Linked DNA regions of Mus musculus: regions 1 and 3 are each linked to region 2. Evidence: chromatin contacts called from public Hi-C and HiChIP or PLAC-seq data. All regions are on one chromosome and are shown on one strand. The core of a region is the stretch at or near the end of the contact, and the rest is flanking DNA. Distances in the headings are between cores, read along the strand shown.

Region 1 (4,465 bases), core at 798-3,297, 350 kb after region 2:
CTTACCAGTTAGTGGCCGTGCCACTCAATAAAACGTCTCCTTTTCCCCTAGCGCCATTAACAGCCAGTAATTCCTTAAAAAGGACTGCAGACTCATAAGCCTTTCCAAGTTCCTGATGGGATGTCTGCAAGTCCAATCTTGTATGTGTCCTATACAGATAATCTGCTTCCATGAGCTCTCAAATGCAAATTCCATGCCATTCCAGAAGGTAGATTCCAGACCTCGTCCTCTGTCTCTTGCTCCTTCTGTCCCCATAGTCATGATACTCTATAAGCCTTGGAGGAAGTGCTATGCATTTCCCATTAAGGCTACACACTCAAGGTTCCTTATTCTCAACACTTTGAGCAGTGACGAGACTCTGCATTAACTACTACCCACTACAAGAGGAGGCTTCTCTGTACAAAGTTGACAGAACTAATAATCTATAGGCATAAATATAATTATTTAGAGCATAGTCTCATGGGTACATTTTATATATTTAGTTAAACAATAGCAGCAGCTTCATCACTAGGTCTCAGCCTTTAAATATCAGTTCTGAGCCCATATCTGCTGCTAGAGCAAGACAGGAAGAAAAATGTTGATACCTCTCCTTAGCCTTTAAGAATAGAAGAACTGGGTAGCATGTTAGAATCACTCAGTAAGTTTTCCAAATCTCAAGTTAGACATTTTAAGGAACCTTGTGTCTTCAAAGGCTCAGGTTCTGACTCTTGCTCTATTCCAGCCAATGGAAAAGCAGGCCATCTCAAGAGAAACAGGTAAGCAATAATTTTAGGATCACAAAATCCAAATATTTCACACAAATGCATCTTCTCTAGCTCTTTTATGCACTCCAAAGTTATTAGGATTTGAAGATACCCTAGGACACAATGTCTCATCTAAGATTAATTGTCTTAATTTTTGAAGTGATTTGTTCTTGGGGAGTTTGTAGGTAAAATGAATTGTCAAGATCATTTTGAAGATATGAAAATTTAAATGCAGAGAAAAGTAGGGCTGAGAGGATGCTGGCTGGTCCAATATCTCAGGCATCAGGAGAGCCATTCACAACTCCATTTGGTATGAAAATTTTCCCTTTAATAACTCCACTTTAAATAGCCAGTATTTATCAAGTTCCTGATGTGAGCCAAGGATTTTGCTATGTGCTTTACTACTTTAGCTCATTTAATCTTTATAATTCTATGAAGCAGATACTTTTGCCATCTGTCTCCTAGGAACGCATAAACTGCTACTTAAAGATATATTGTTTCATGCTCGACAATAAAACAAGAAGCAAGTCAACCCCAGAACCAAGACCTTTGACTCCTCCACTTGTAAAAAAAAAAAGAGGTATCAAAAAACGTGGTCTCCCTGAGTTAAAACTAAGTGCTCCATGGTTCAGTCTGCTGATGACCTGTGATAAGGATGCCTGTTCCAGAGACAGGTAGGATTCAGGAAACTTAATCATAGACAGCAGCCAATCCACTTTCTGTGGGATCACTGTCTCTATCCTGTCAATGGACACACATGCACAGGTGTGTGTGTGTGTGTGTGTGTGCATGTGTATGTGGGCACACATACACACCACACCAATTCACATACGTGTACACAAGCACACACACACATGCATGCATGCACATACACAAGTGCACACATACATACATATACATGCACAAGCATACACACACACACACACACACACACACACACACACACACACCGGATCCCTGCCAAATACCTAGTTCCCATTTTCACACTAAGATTTAAAATGTTTTGGTTATCTCCTTCTTTATTGCTTTAATATTTCATTAAGCCCCCTTGTTTATCATCAGAAACACTAGAATGCCAAAGAAGGCTAATGCATTAATTCAAAGAAATGAGTCACTATTAGTAAAGGTTTCCAGGCCAAAGATCCAAAGATTATTAGGAAAATCATCACTCCTGATTACATTCCTTCCCCCATTCTAAGGTTGACTGTGTTCAGGGAATATACTCTGAATAAGGCTAGATAATGGGAATGAGGCCCAGCTTTCTGACACAGGGTTGGCAGAAAGGAGGTGAGAAAACGGGGCCCACGAGCCAGCTGGAACTTATGGCAGCACTCCTTCCATGCTTTAGAGCTTCAGGGGAGCCAGCAAAACCATATGGGAGAGAAAACCCAGCAGAAGAGATAACACACGAGAATCCTCCCTATGTGGGGTGTATCCCAGGAGTTAGGAGGTGAAGGTGGTTCCCAAGAGTCTGTCTTTCAATATGGGGGAGTAGGACTCCCTGCACCCCACCAGCTATAGAAACAATATCACACTTCCCTTCACCCCAGCCTGACCTCTCTTGGTTGAAGGACTCCTCAGTCAGTAGTGGGCTGGCTAGTCAAGAACCATGCTTCTGTTCCTCCCAATTAATTGTAAGCTTCATGAGGACATCATAAACCTTGCCTTTCTATCTTTTACAAAAGAGGTCTTCTATAGAGAAGCCACCAACTGTGCAATGTATTAAACGAAAAAAAAGTAAATGAAGCCACACATATGCTAGAGAGACTCAATTTGTGTTCTAATCAAAATGGATCAATATGTAGCCCCAGTCCTTCTTAATGTTATTTACAATTCATTGGACCATCTAACAAATAGGTATTGAGCATTTACCATACACCAGAAATGCTATGGGTAGGCAGGAATAGAAGTCTAGGAACGAAGTCTTGCTTACTTGGAGTTGATTTCATAGTGAGGGGAGGCAAGAGGTAAGTATGTAATACTGATAGGTTACAACTCCTAATTCAAGTAATTAGTATGTACAAAATAACACAGGACAATTAAGATGACTAAGTTATAGCAGACAATGGAAACCTATATAGAAAGAGCAGGGAAGATCTCTTAACAGGTGGAAGGGTAAACAACTCTGAACATGACAGACATGAGCTCTGACCAGAGAGAGATCAGTAATGACTAGAAAATATTACTGAATTCATCAACTTCTTCAGATTTATAGTAATACATGCACTTGCTAAAGTATTTCTGTTGTAAAGTAGAATGTTATTTTAAAAAAAAGCAATATTGTAAGATGGAGAGACATCCCAGTGGAGAAAAGTGCTTGCTCCCCAAGTCTGAGGACTAGAATTCCAATGCTAGCACCCACAAAAAAGCCAGGCAGGCATGGCATCCTGCTCTAAACTGTATATCAGCATTCAGGAAGTGGAAACAGGGCATCCGAGGCTTATGCCAAACATCATGACTAGCCAGACCAAAGTTCCTGATTCAGTGAGTCTCTGCCTCCATATAACAAGTCCACAGTGGTTGAGGACAACCAGTGTCAACCTCTGGCTTACATACACTCACACATCCTCAACACACACACACAAACACAACACACACACATAACACACACACACGTGCCAAAACAGTCAAAACCAGAAATATCCATTCACAAATTCTACTGCTCAGACCAATACAGTCACTCCTTGCTCATGTTTTGGTCTGAATGTTTCTGTGCATGTGTGCACATGTGTGCATTGCCATTGCTTTATATTATCGTGCCCTTCTGAACTCTTTGAGAGACCCCCTTGTTAGCTATAAAGGGTAGAATGACAGCCTACAGTTTTTAAGGTTTGCCTCAGCTCTTGAGTCTAAAACGAACCAATCAATATTTAAGGGCCTACCCAGTTTTCCCAACTAAAATTTCTCTACAAAGGTACACTCAGGTTACACCTGTTTTTCTGTCTGTCTGTCTGTCTTTTCTTCTTTCTTCCTCCCTCCCTCCCTTTCTTTTCTTTTCTTTTCTTTCTTTCTTTCTTTCTTTCTTTCTTTCTTTCTTTCTTTCTTTCTTTCTTTCTTTCTTTCTTTCTTTCGTTCTTTCTTTCTTTCTTTCTTTCTTTCTTTCTTTCTTTCTTTCTTTCGTATATTCAGGCACCAGCTTTTTTCACCACCTTCCTATACTCGTACTGGTTGTATCTAACTTTATACCAACGTGAGAGGACCCTCCAGTGGTCTGTCTGCATGCCATGCTTTATGCCATGATGATAATGGACTAAACCTCTGAAACTGTAAGCAAGCTCCTAATTCAATGCTTTCTCTGAGAAGAGTTGCTGTGGCCACTGTTTCTCATCTCAGCAATAGAAAAGTCTCTCTCTCTCTCTCTCTCTCTCTCTCTCTCTCTCTGTGTGTGTGTGTGTGTGTGTGTGTGTGTGTGTGTGTGTGTGTGTGTGAGTGAGAGAGAGAGAGAGAGAGAGAGAGAGAGAGAGGAGAGAGAGACAGAGAGAGAGAGAACTAGTATGGAAGTTAGAAAGACCATGGGAATCTGTTTGTTCTCTCCTTTTACCATGTGACAACTTAGGTTGTCAACCTTAACAGCAAAACCCTTTAGTCACTGAGCCATTTCACTGGCCCACCATCATTTTATGATGTCTTTATCATTTTAAGGTATTTCATACCATCCCCCACTAACTCTAAATTTCCGTAATAAATTAAAACAATATATGTCTATGTGATTCTAGTTCTGA
Region 2 (4,193 bases), core at 1,603-4,102:
TCCAACAGCCAGTAAGTAAGCAGTGGAGAATGCTGGAACACAGTAATTAGGATAAGGCCAGTTCAGATAGATTAGCAAATAAACTATGGAAACCCATAAGTAAACAGTAGAGTCCCTCCCATCATATGCCTATGAAGAAATGTTATTTCCAGCTTTGTGGGAGTATAAGACTGGGCATGAGTCTCAGCTGGAATTTTAGAAAGCGCTAAATGATGTAGGGACTGGAGTAATATAAACTCACTGAAAGCCTAGTTAGTGGAATGTTTTCCAAACTAGTGGTTGACACAAGTTGGTTCAGTATTGAGATAATTGTGAGAAGGGCTATCTCAACTACCTTAATCTAGGAGGAAGAATATTCCAAAGTCAGAGACAGAACACAGCTGGAAAGACATATGCTAACTTCATTGATGAGACTTATATGGATATGTGACAGTACACCCAGCTGATTGCAGAGGTTGCTGGAGATCACAATAACATCTGAATTAAAATAATCCCATCTTAGAGTGCCTTTCTGCTTTCAAGTAGCTAAAACTCTCACTTAAAGCTAATAGATGATTAAAAAAAAGAAGAAGAAGAAAGAAAGAAAGAAAGAAAGAAAGAAAGAAAGAAAGAAAGAAAGAAAGAAAGAAAGAAAGAAAGAAAGAAGGAAGGAAGGAAGGAAGGAAGGAAGGAAGGAAGGAAGGAAGGAAAGAAAGAAAGAAAGAAAGAAAGAAAGAAAGAAAGAAAGAAAGAAAGAAAGAAAGAAAGAAAGAAAGAAAGGAAAAGAAAAAGAAATGACTGGTGCTCCAACTCATGCTTTAAACCTTTTCATCCAAACTTGGGACGTAATTTGTCTCTAGAGCAACATGAAAATGTACTGAATTTGGAAATGGTAAGTTTGCTTCAACAGGTTCAGATTCAGCTGTCTGTCTGGTCCCCATAGCCTAAGTATCACTACGAACTCCCTACTAAAGAGTAAAAGAACTTGTGGCTCTAGTTGTTTATGTAGCAGAGGATGGCCTAGTCGGTCATCAATGGGAGGAGAGGCCTAGGAAGGTTCTCTGCCCCAGTATAGGAGAATGCCAGGACCAGGAATGGGAGTGGGTGGGTTGGCGAGCAGGGGAAGGGGGGAGAGAATGGGAGATTTTTGGAGGGGAAACTAGGAAAGGGGATAGGTTATAAAGGAAAACTCAGTTTAATGAATTGTATTCTCTTTGAATATTTGTGTTTGTGTGTTTCTGAGATGGGGAGGAGGGGAGGGGGAAGCAAAGAGAGAGACAGAGACAGAGGCAGAGACAGAGACAGAGGCAGAGAGGTGAAGAAGCAGACACACACATTTCACAGTGTGCATATGAAGTCATAGGGCAGCCTCAAGTGTCAGCTCTTGCCTGCCACTTGGTTTGAGACTGGGTTCCTCATTACTTGCTACTCCATACACCAGACTACCTGTCACGCAAGTTGCTGGAGAGTCTGTTATTCTGCATCTCGTCTGTCACAGGAGCTCAGATATTACAGACACATACTAGTATGTCTGGTTTGATTTGGAAAATCTGACCTCAGGACTTCAATTTCTCTTTACCCTCAAAGCTATTTCTTCAGCCCTAATTTTGTTTTCTAAGTTAGGTGATTTTTTTAAAAATAAGATTTTAGAAGGTAATCTCAAAATTCAGTTGATACACACACACACACACACACACACACACACACACACACACACACACACAGTATGGAATAAAAATATATGAGAAAATACCTTTCATACATTTCATTCAAGGGAACAAAGAAATTTGATGGAGCATCAACATTCTCTATCCAGAGACTGCTGGGAGTTTCAGGGATTATTGACAGGTCACAACCATGAAAACATGCAGAGACATCTCAGAAGAATCAGAAATTATTTCTTTGAGTTTGTGTTTGGTGAAGTGGAGATGAATGCAAGGAAGCCCAACACTGTTCCACATTGGAGTCATGTCAAGGATGGGTAGTTTTATGACTGGACACCTCAATGAATATCATGTACAAAAACCTAATTGTTTATGCAACCGGGCTAAGGACATAGCTGTCCATTTTGTATTTGGACATTGTTTATACTTAGACTGTGTTCAGACTCACTCCTAGTTGTCCTATAAAAAGTACTTTTGCCTAATTTTTGTGCTTTGTAAAATGTTTATATACACAGGAGAATTCGACAAAGACTAAAAACCAGAATAGACCCTGGTTGTTAAGGACAGCTTTTCTTTTCCTCAAGAGAAATAAAGATTTCAACTTGACTTTTATAGATATGAGGTGTCACTTAAAGCTCTTTCTTGTATTTTCCTATAATATCAAAGACATGTAATTCCCCCCGAGCCTCATAGAAAGAGAAATTATATTGATTGCCTGCTGCCAGTGAAAACTTCTGCCTCACCCCTGTGTATCAGCTGTAGCCTTACCCTGAAAAGGCTTTTATTGGCTTTTAAAGATGCTTATATCTCCCATTGGACTAGTGGCACTGTTTTCTAATTTAAAATATTTTAATTAAATAAAATCCTTCGTGAGAAAAAAAAAAAAGAGCAAATGCAATCAGCCTGTCAGCTCAGTTGTCCTCTTACTGAACTGACATGACAAGACAGTACATTTGGGTTTCTCACCAGCTCTGCTCTCTCTTCCCCCTCCTTCCTTTAATGGTCTGTCAAAAGGAAACCTCAGCCAGTGTTGGCACTAATGCCTGTTGTAAATAAAGGGAAATGGGAGGAAAGGGGTGGGGGGGAGAGGAGAGGGTGTGTTAGAATCTAGATTTGCAGTTCAATTGCAAAGCTTCTCTCTGAGTGTCTAGACACCAGCTGCCTGGTTGCCATGGGAACCCACTAACTTTGGCTGATGGATTGAGTAGCAGTGATTCTCTGGAGATCTGGGTGGGAGCTTGGTGGTGGGGAGAGGCAGACAAGGGTTGGGATAGATGGAATAGATACAGGGTGTTACAATAACATGGGACACAATAAGGGAAAACAAAAGTATTTTGTGAAAGGGTAACATTAAGCCCGTTCCAGTTTCTCTCAAACACCTTACTCATGGTGACAAGCTATAAATCTGCTGTTCCCAACAGGTGTCAGGACACAGGTTGCTAAAGACAAATAGCTGAGCTGGAGTGATTATATTCCTGTCAACCTCCTGCCAGTGCCGAAGTACTTTAGTGAGCCAATGCTTACCACAGTCAACAGACTCAATGGAGAAGCATCAACCCAAGTCTTGGGGGTAGGAAATCCCCAAGAATGGCTGCCACATTTCAAGTACTCAGCAGTGACAGTTAATCACAGCTCTACACACACACACACACACACACACACACACACACACACACACACACTTGTATTCTTCCCACTTACCCAAATTATATGTCAGGGTTAGGCAGCAGTTTGACTAAGAGAAGGTGGTGACTATGCCAAGAATTGACTAAGGAATGATAGGTTTCCAGTTTAGGACAAAACTATTAACCACACAACGGTATTTTGTTCTCTTATTCACACGAAGTCTACTGTCATGGGAAAGTCTCGGTCCACAGACTCGGGAGCTTTCCAGTCCCTTGCTGGCGCCCTGGTCCCTGCTGTCACAGCTTCCTATTGGATTGGGATTTTCAGGTTGCACTGAAGCTCTCACCCCTTGCCTCTCCCATCACCCTCTCCGTCCCAATTCACACCCTGGCTACATCTCTTCACTCTCTAAATGCAGCCACCCATAAATGCGACCCACAGTCCTTGCTCATCAGAGTTTACCCCTAACTCATACAGACGAGGTTCATTGTTGGCCTCAGTGTTCTGTCTTTTCACAGGCACCTTTCCTAACTACAGTCCACATCTAAAGGAACACTCACTGAGTTCACTGCTGTTTTCTAGGTCACAGGTGGTTTTTTTTTTTGTTTTTTTTGTTTTTTTTTTTGGTTTTTCGAGACAGAGTTTATCTGTATAGCCCTGGCTGTCCTGGAACTCACTTTGTAGACCAGGCTGGCCTCGAACTCAGAAATCCGCCTGCCTCTGCCTCCCGAGTGCTGGGATTAAAGGCGTGCACCACCACACCCGGCTCACAGGTGTTTTTTAATCAGGCATCGCTAATAGATAACATTAAACTTAATCTATAGATGATGACCAACACTTATGTGTTGAATCTAAAATGTCTCTCATAGGAGTCCATCTGGAATAGTTGTTTCCCGGATGGTAATAGTATTTTAGGAAACTGCA
Region 3 (4,618 bases), core at 859-3,358, 450 kb after region 2:
TTATTCCATTGAGGGACAGGATCTTCCATCAGCCAGCAAGCCACAGTGATCCTCCTGTCTCTGCCCCTCACCCCCAGTGATGGCATCACAGGTGTGTGGGGCCACATGTAGATTTCTACATGGGTGTTGGGGATTAGCCCAGGTCCTCATGTTTATGCAACAAATGCTTTTTCCCCAGGGAGCCATCTCTCCAGCCCTCTCCATTCATTCAAAATAATTCAATTAAGGAAAAGATGAAAAAAAGAAGGAACAACAGCCCTGAATCAAATCTATGAAAAATTAGCAACCAGTTAACAAGGAAGGAGCTATGAAATATTAAGATGGGAAATGAAGGGTTTCAGATATTTTCAAACATTTAAAGTACCACATCATAACATGGGAGCCCACCCTGGTAAGCTGGTTGCAAAAAGATTCTTATTTAAGGGAGGAATCTTTCTTCGATACCAAACTAACGAGAGGTAGATTGTGCATTAGCATATAGCTAGCATTTTGGAACAGTTTCCAGCTGTGCAGGAAACACTGAGAAGCAGGAAAATGGAGCCCACTCTCTGCAGTCATCAATCCGTGTACAACACTTATGGATTCCAGGAAATAAAAAATCGCTCATTCCACAAATATTTACCAAACCTCATCTGGTCCCTTACACAGACCTAAGAAGCATCTTCAATAGAATTCCAAGCTTGTCATTGCTCAGGGACCATCCTCTCCAGCATCTAGGTGATGCTCCCATTAATGCCAGCCTTCCCCACTAGCATCCATATTTCCCCCATTGTAACTAGGTAACTAGGTAACTAGGTATTACCTCTAGTGGCAGGAAGAGAGAACCCCATCAAAAGGTACATAGAAGTCAAGGTCAACACACACCTAATTTGCTTTTCCTTTATGTAATATGGTCTCACTAGGTTTCTGTAAAATGGAGCCAGGCTGCTAAACCCAGTGAGATGTACAAAGAAAAGGACATTATTGTCATGCTCAAGGAGGGCTTTACTTAAAAAAAAAAAAAAAAAAAAAAAAAGGAGCGGGGGAGAAAATATCTTAGTCTGAGAGCACAAGGGAGGGGCCATAAACATGATAGTTGAGGACAGACTACCAGAGAAGCCCCTTGAAGCATTCGGCCCATGGCTTACAGAGCATTCGGTCCCTGTTTAGCACAAGGACAGTCTAGAGATGCTCTGTCTATCTGCTGATCAGAGACAAGGCTGCACAGAGGAGTGCCACTTAAATCCCATTCCAGCTGCTCCCCATGTCAGAAGTCCACACCGGAAAACTGGAATAGGCTCTGATGTGAGAGAGCTGCCCCATGGTTCAGAGTAGCAAGAACTCGGACCTGCTGACCGCTTGCAGCTCTGAGCACAACAGAATGTAGTAAAAGCCTTGCAGAGATGCAAAATTAGATGAGTGGTCTCCGGGGAAATGAATGAATAAACACTAATGTCTGCTGTCTGACTGTCTACTCATTTGCTTGTGATATTTATATTGAAGGCCTTCAGCGTGCTGATCGCATTTTAAAAGCCAAGTATGTGTATGCTGGTTTACAAGTATACAATCTAGAGAATGAAGCCTAGTTGATCTAAAGAGGTCTGTCCCCATGCCTCCCATCTTCACAGGGAAGAGGCAGAGGGGACAGAGGCAGCCTGCAACTCAATGAAGTTTGCCTATTCAGGCTTTGACCTTTGCTCTTCTTGTCTTGCCAGTGACACTGAAGATTCTTAATCTAGTCACTTGAGATGACCTGTGTTACTAGAAACCATTACGGTCAAAATGAAAACGCATTAAAAGGCAGGTAATATGCTTGCTACTGTGATACATGGGACTTTATTCTTCCTGCAGAGTGCAGAGCAACGCGAGTCTGCCCCATCAGCACAGAAACAGGACAATCTTTCATATGGATGAAATAGCCTTGAAAGCTTCGTCACTGCAGAGCAGAGAGAAGCTACTAAAATGGTTCTTCTTAGCCTCTTTCTGCTGATAAAAAAAAATGGAGAGAGAGAGAGAGTGAGAGAGTGAGAGAGAGAGAGAGAGAGAGAGAGACTGCACCACCTCCCAAGGGCTTCAATGCAGTTGCTATGGCAACACTATATCTGAGTCAGAACTATTAACAATCACCATGGCAACAAGTGTCTCACTTGCCATTTCCAGAAACTGGATGCGTTTGGACTGAAATCATCACACCATGAAGAAAGGGGTGGGGCCTCTCTCTCACTAGGAAACAGAAATACTTTCTCCAAATACCTTACGCAAAAAAAAAAAAATGTTTTAAGTAAAATGAAGTTAAATAGGAAGGGAATCATGTTGTTATGAGCCACACAACACTGTCTCTGTAATCTTATTGTTTGTTGGAATTAGTGCCAAAAATGTTAATAATCAGGATGTTAAATTTATTTTACCCATAAGTCCCAGTAAAATCTTTCATATATATGAGTGAACTTCCTTCCTGTTTTGTCAACGTGAACAAGAACACATTTTATATGTCTTGCCTGGCTCTCTTCTGTATCTGCGTAATCTCCCTAGCCTTACCCCGTCAGACACCCTCGTGAATATTTAGCACAGTAGAATTCTTTAGAGATTTGTGGATCACACTTGTCAAGCAGAAGAAATGATCGTGCTTATTCCTGTAGAGGCACCGAAATGGAGGGTGTGGTGCTGTTCGAGAAGAGGTCATGTTTCAACTTGGGGCTCTTCCTACTGCACAGTTTCAGATACAGAATGCTAAAATAGTTGGTGATACTGGACTTCACCTCAGGTGTGACCTCAGTGAGTGACTGCACACTGGCAGAAAAATCAACACTAGCTTGCTCTTTCTTGAGACCTGTTGGTTGAGTTCTCTTTGCTTTTTCATGACCCTTCCTTCCCTAATTGTCCCAGGATGCATTTCACTGCCAATGTTCCTGCCTCCAATCTATGTCATGTCATATTCTTGAGGTTTCTATCCCAGGGCCAAAAGAGGTTACCTGGTAGCCTTGAAGATAATTTCTCCTGTACTTTACCAATAGAAAGGTACAAGAGTGATGTGAAACAGATTTTCCTAAAACAAAAGCCAAATGAGATCAATGCTCAGATTAATATCTTTTTTTTCTTTTCTTTTCTCAGAACCTTGCTTAGTTAGAACAAGAATTCTCTTACAGAGACAAAGTTTGGAGCTGAGACAAAAGGATGGTCCATCTAGAGACTGCCATATCCAGGGATCCATCCCATAATTAGCCTCCAAACGATGACACCATTGCATACACTAGCAAGCCTTTGTTGCAAGGACGGTGATATAGCTGTCCCTTGTGAGACTACCCTGGGGCCTAGCAAACACAGAAGTGGATGCTCACAGTCAACTATTGGATGGATCACAGGGCCCCCAATGGAGGAGCTAGAGAAAGTATCCAAGGAGCTAAAGAGATCTGCAACCCTGTCGGAGGAACAACATTATGAACTAACCAGTACCCCAGAGCTCTTGACTCTAGCTGCATATGTATCAAAAGATGACCTAGTCGGCCATCACTGGAAAGAGAGGCCCATTGGTCAGGCAAACGTTATATGCCCCAGTACAGGGGAATGCCAGGGTCAAAAAATGGGAATGGGTGGGTAGGGGAGTGGGGGGGGGGGACTTTTGGAATAGCATTGGAAATGTAATTGAAGAAAATACGTAATAAAAAAAAAAGAAAAAAAATTTTACCCCCTCAATAGAATTACCTATCTGTGTTTGAAATACTTGCTTCAGAGCTCACACCTGGGAGACCAACAAACTCAGAAACTCAGAAAACAAACTGAGTTTCCTCAGTTTACCTGTCACATGAGAACAGAGGTGACAGGACCTTTTTCACAACCAATCCTAGGCTGCTGGATTATTGCAAGGCAGGATTTCTATAGAATAGTAATGGATGGAGAAGAGAGAGAGAGACAAAGTAGGTGCTCCTGAGGTCAATGTGAAAGAAAGCCCCGGGGAAAGGCTTTCAAACCTATTGTTGAGCAGTAACCTCAAGGGCAGGAGGGTGGAGGCTAAGAGTCAAGACTTCCCAGCTCACAAAGACAGTTGTTCTGGGGGAAAAAAAAAAGTTGCATCTTACAAGGAACCCACAGGGGTCAAAGGCTCCAACAGTGCTGCCTGGTCTTAGATACATAAGAACATAGCTACTAAATTTTCTCTACACACAACCACATTGGAAATACTCGATGTATACACAAAATAGCGTGGACTACTTATTTGTTAACTTTTAAAATGTATTTTACTTATTTCTATTTTATTATTCATTTATTTATGGGGTGTGGTGTGTGTGTGTGTGTGTCTGTGTGTCTGTGTGTGTGTGCATGTGGGTATCTGCAACAGTCAGTAAAAGGTGTCAGATGCCTTGGAGCTAGAGTTTCAGGTGGTTGTGAACCACCCAACATGGTTCTAGGAACTTAACTTGTGTCCTCCACAATGGCAATAAACACTCCAAAGCTGAAGCATCTCTCCAGTAGTCTGATTAAGTTAGCTCTTAAATAATTTTTCTCCACGTTCTGGATGAAGTCAAGCCAGTGCTGCTTTGGAAAAGACACTTGAGGACCTGTGACCCAGTGTGGGTAAACAAAGTGAAGAGTTACTCTATTAGGTATACAGTGGTAAAGTCTTCAGGCCAGTTGTCCTCAG

The links. A called contact is a pair of places that touch in the nucleus more often than the background predicts. HiChIP or PLAC-seq counts read pairs in DNA pulled down with a chosen protein or histone mark.
Region 1: a Hi-C map of ventral hippocampal neurons shows a contact between it and region 2, with 1.6 times the contacts expected there. The contact joins two enhancer-like sites. A contact is called at or near these places in 1 of 39 promoter capture datasets (hippocampal neurons), 5 of 484 Hi-C or Micro-C datasets (cerebral cortex, cortical neurons, differentiating embryonic stem cells and 1 more), 1 of 115 datasets of contacts at active chromatin or transcription factors (embryonic stem cells) and 2 of 9 other capture datasets (adipose tissue and embryonic stem cells).
Region 3: a contact with region 2 is called in an H3K4me3 HiChIP or PLAC-seq map of embryonic basal ganglia, with 4 times the contacts expected there. The contact joins two enhancer-like sites. A contact is called at or near these places in 1 of 484 Hi-C or Micro-C datasets (cerebral cortex), 5 of 115 datasets of contacts at active chromatin or transcription factors (embryonic basal ganglia, embryonic stem cells, forebrain and 1 more) and 1 of 9 other capture datasets (embryonic stem cells).

The regions. Positions count from the first base shown.
Region 1 is chr16:42,614,069-42,618,533 of GRCm38.p6, forward strand. No RefSeq gene overlaps it. Among named protein-coding and RNA genes, the nearest start is that of Gm29960, 36 kb to the right of the region's middle. Within about 2 kb of position 2,048, at least 10 of the 459 cell types and tissues checked have an H3K27ac peak or open chromatin away from gene starts, as enhancers often do. A contact at or near this core is called in ventral hippocampal neurons, where this site is marked.
Region 2 is chr16:42,266,644-42,270,836 of GRCm38.p6, forward strand. All of the region lies in intron 2 of Gap43 (growth associated protein 43), which reads right to left. Among named protein-coding and RNA genes, the nearest start is that of Mir6540, 35 kb to the right of the region's middle. Within about 2 kb of position 2,853, at least 62 of the 459 cell types and tissues checked have an H3K27ac peak or open chromatin away from gene starts, as enhancers often do. A contact at or near this core is called in embryonic basal ganglia and ventral hippocampal neurons, where this site is marked.
Region 3 is chr16:42,716,118-42,720,735 of GRCm38.p6, forward strand. No RefSeq gene overlaps it. Among named protein-coding and RNA genes, the nearest start is that of Gm29960, 66 kb to the left of the region's middle. Within about 2 kb of position 2,109, at least 65 of the 459 cell types and tissues checked have an H3K27ac peak or open chromatin away from gene starts, as enhancers often do. A contact at or near this core is called in embryonic basal ganglia, where this site is marked.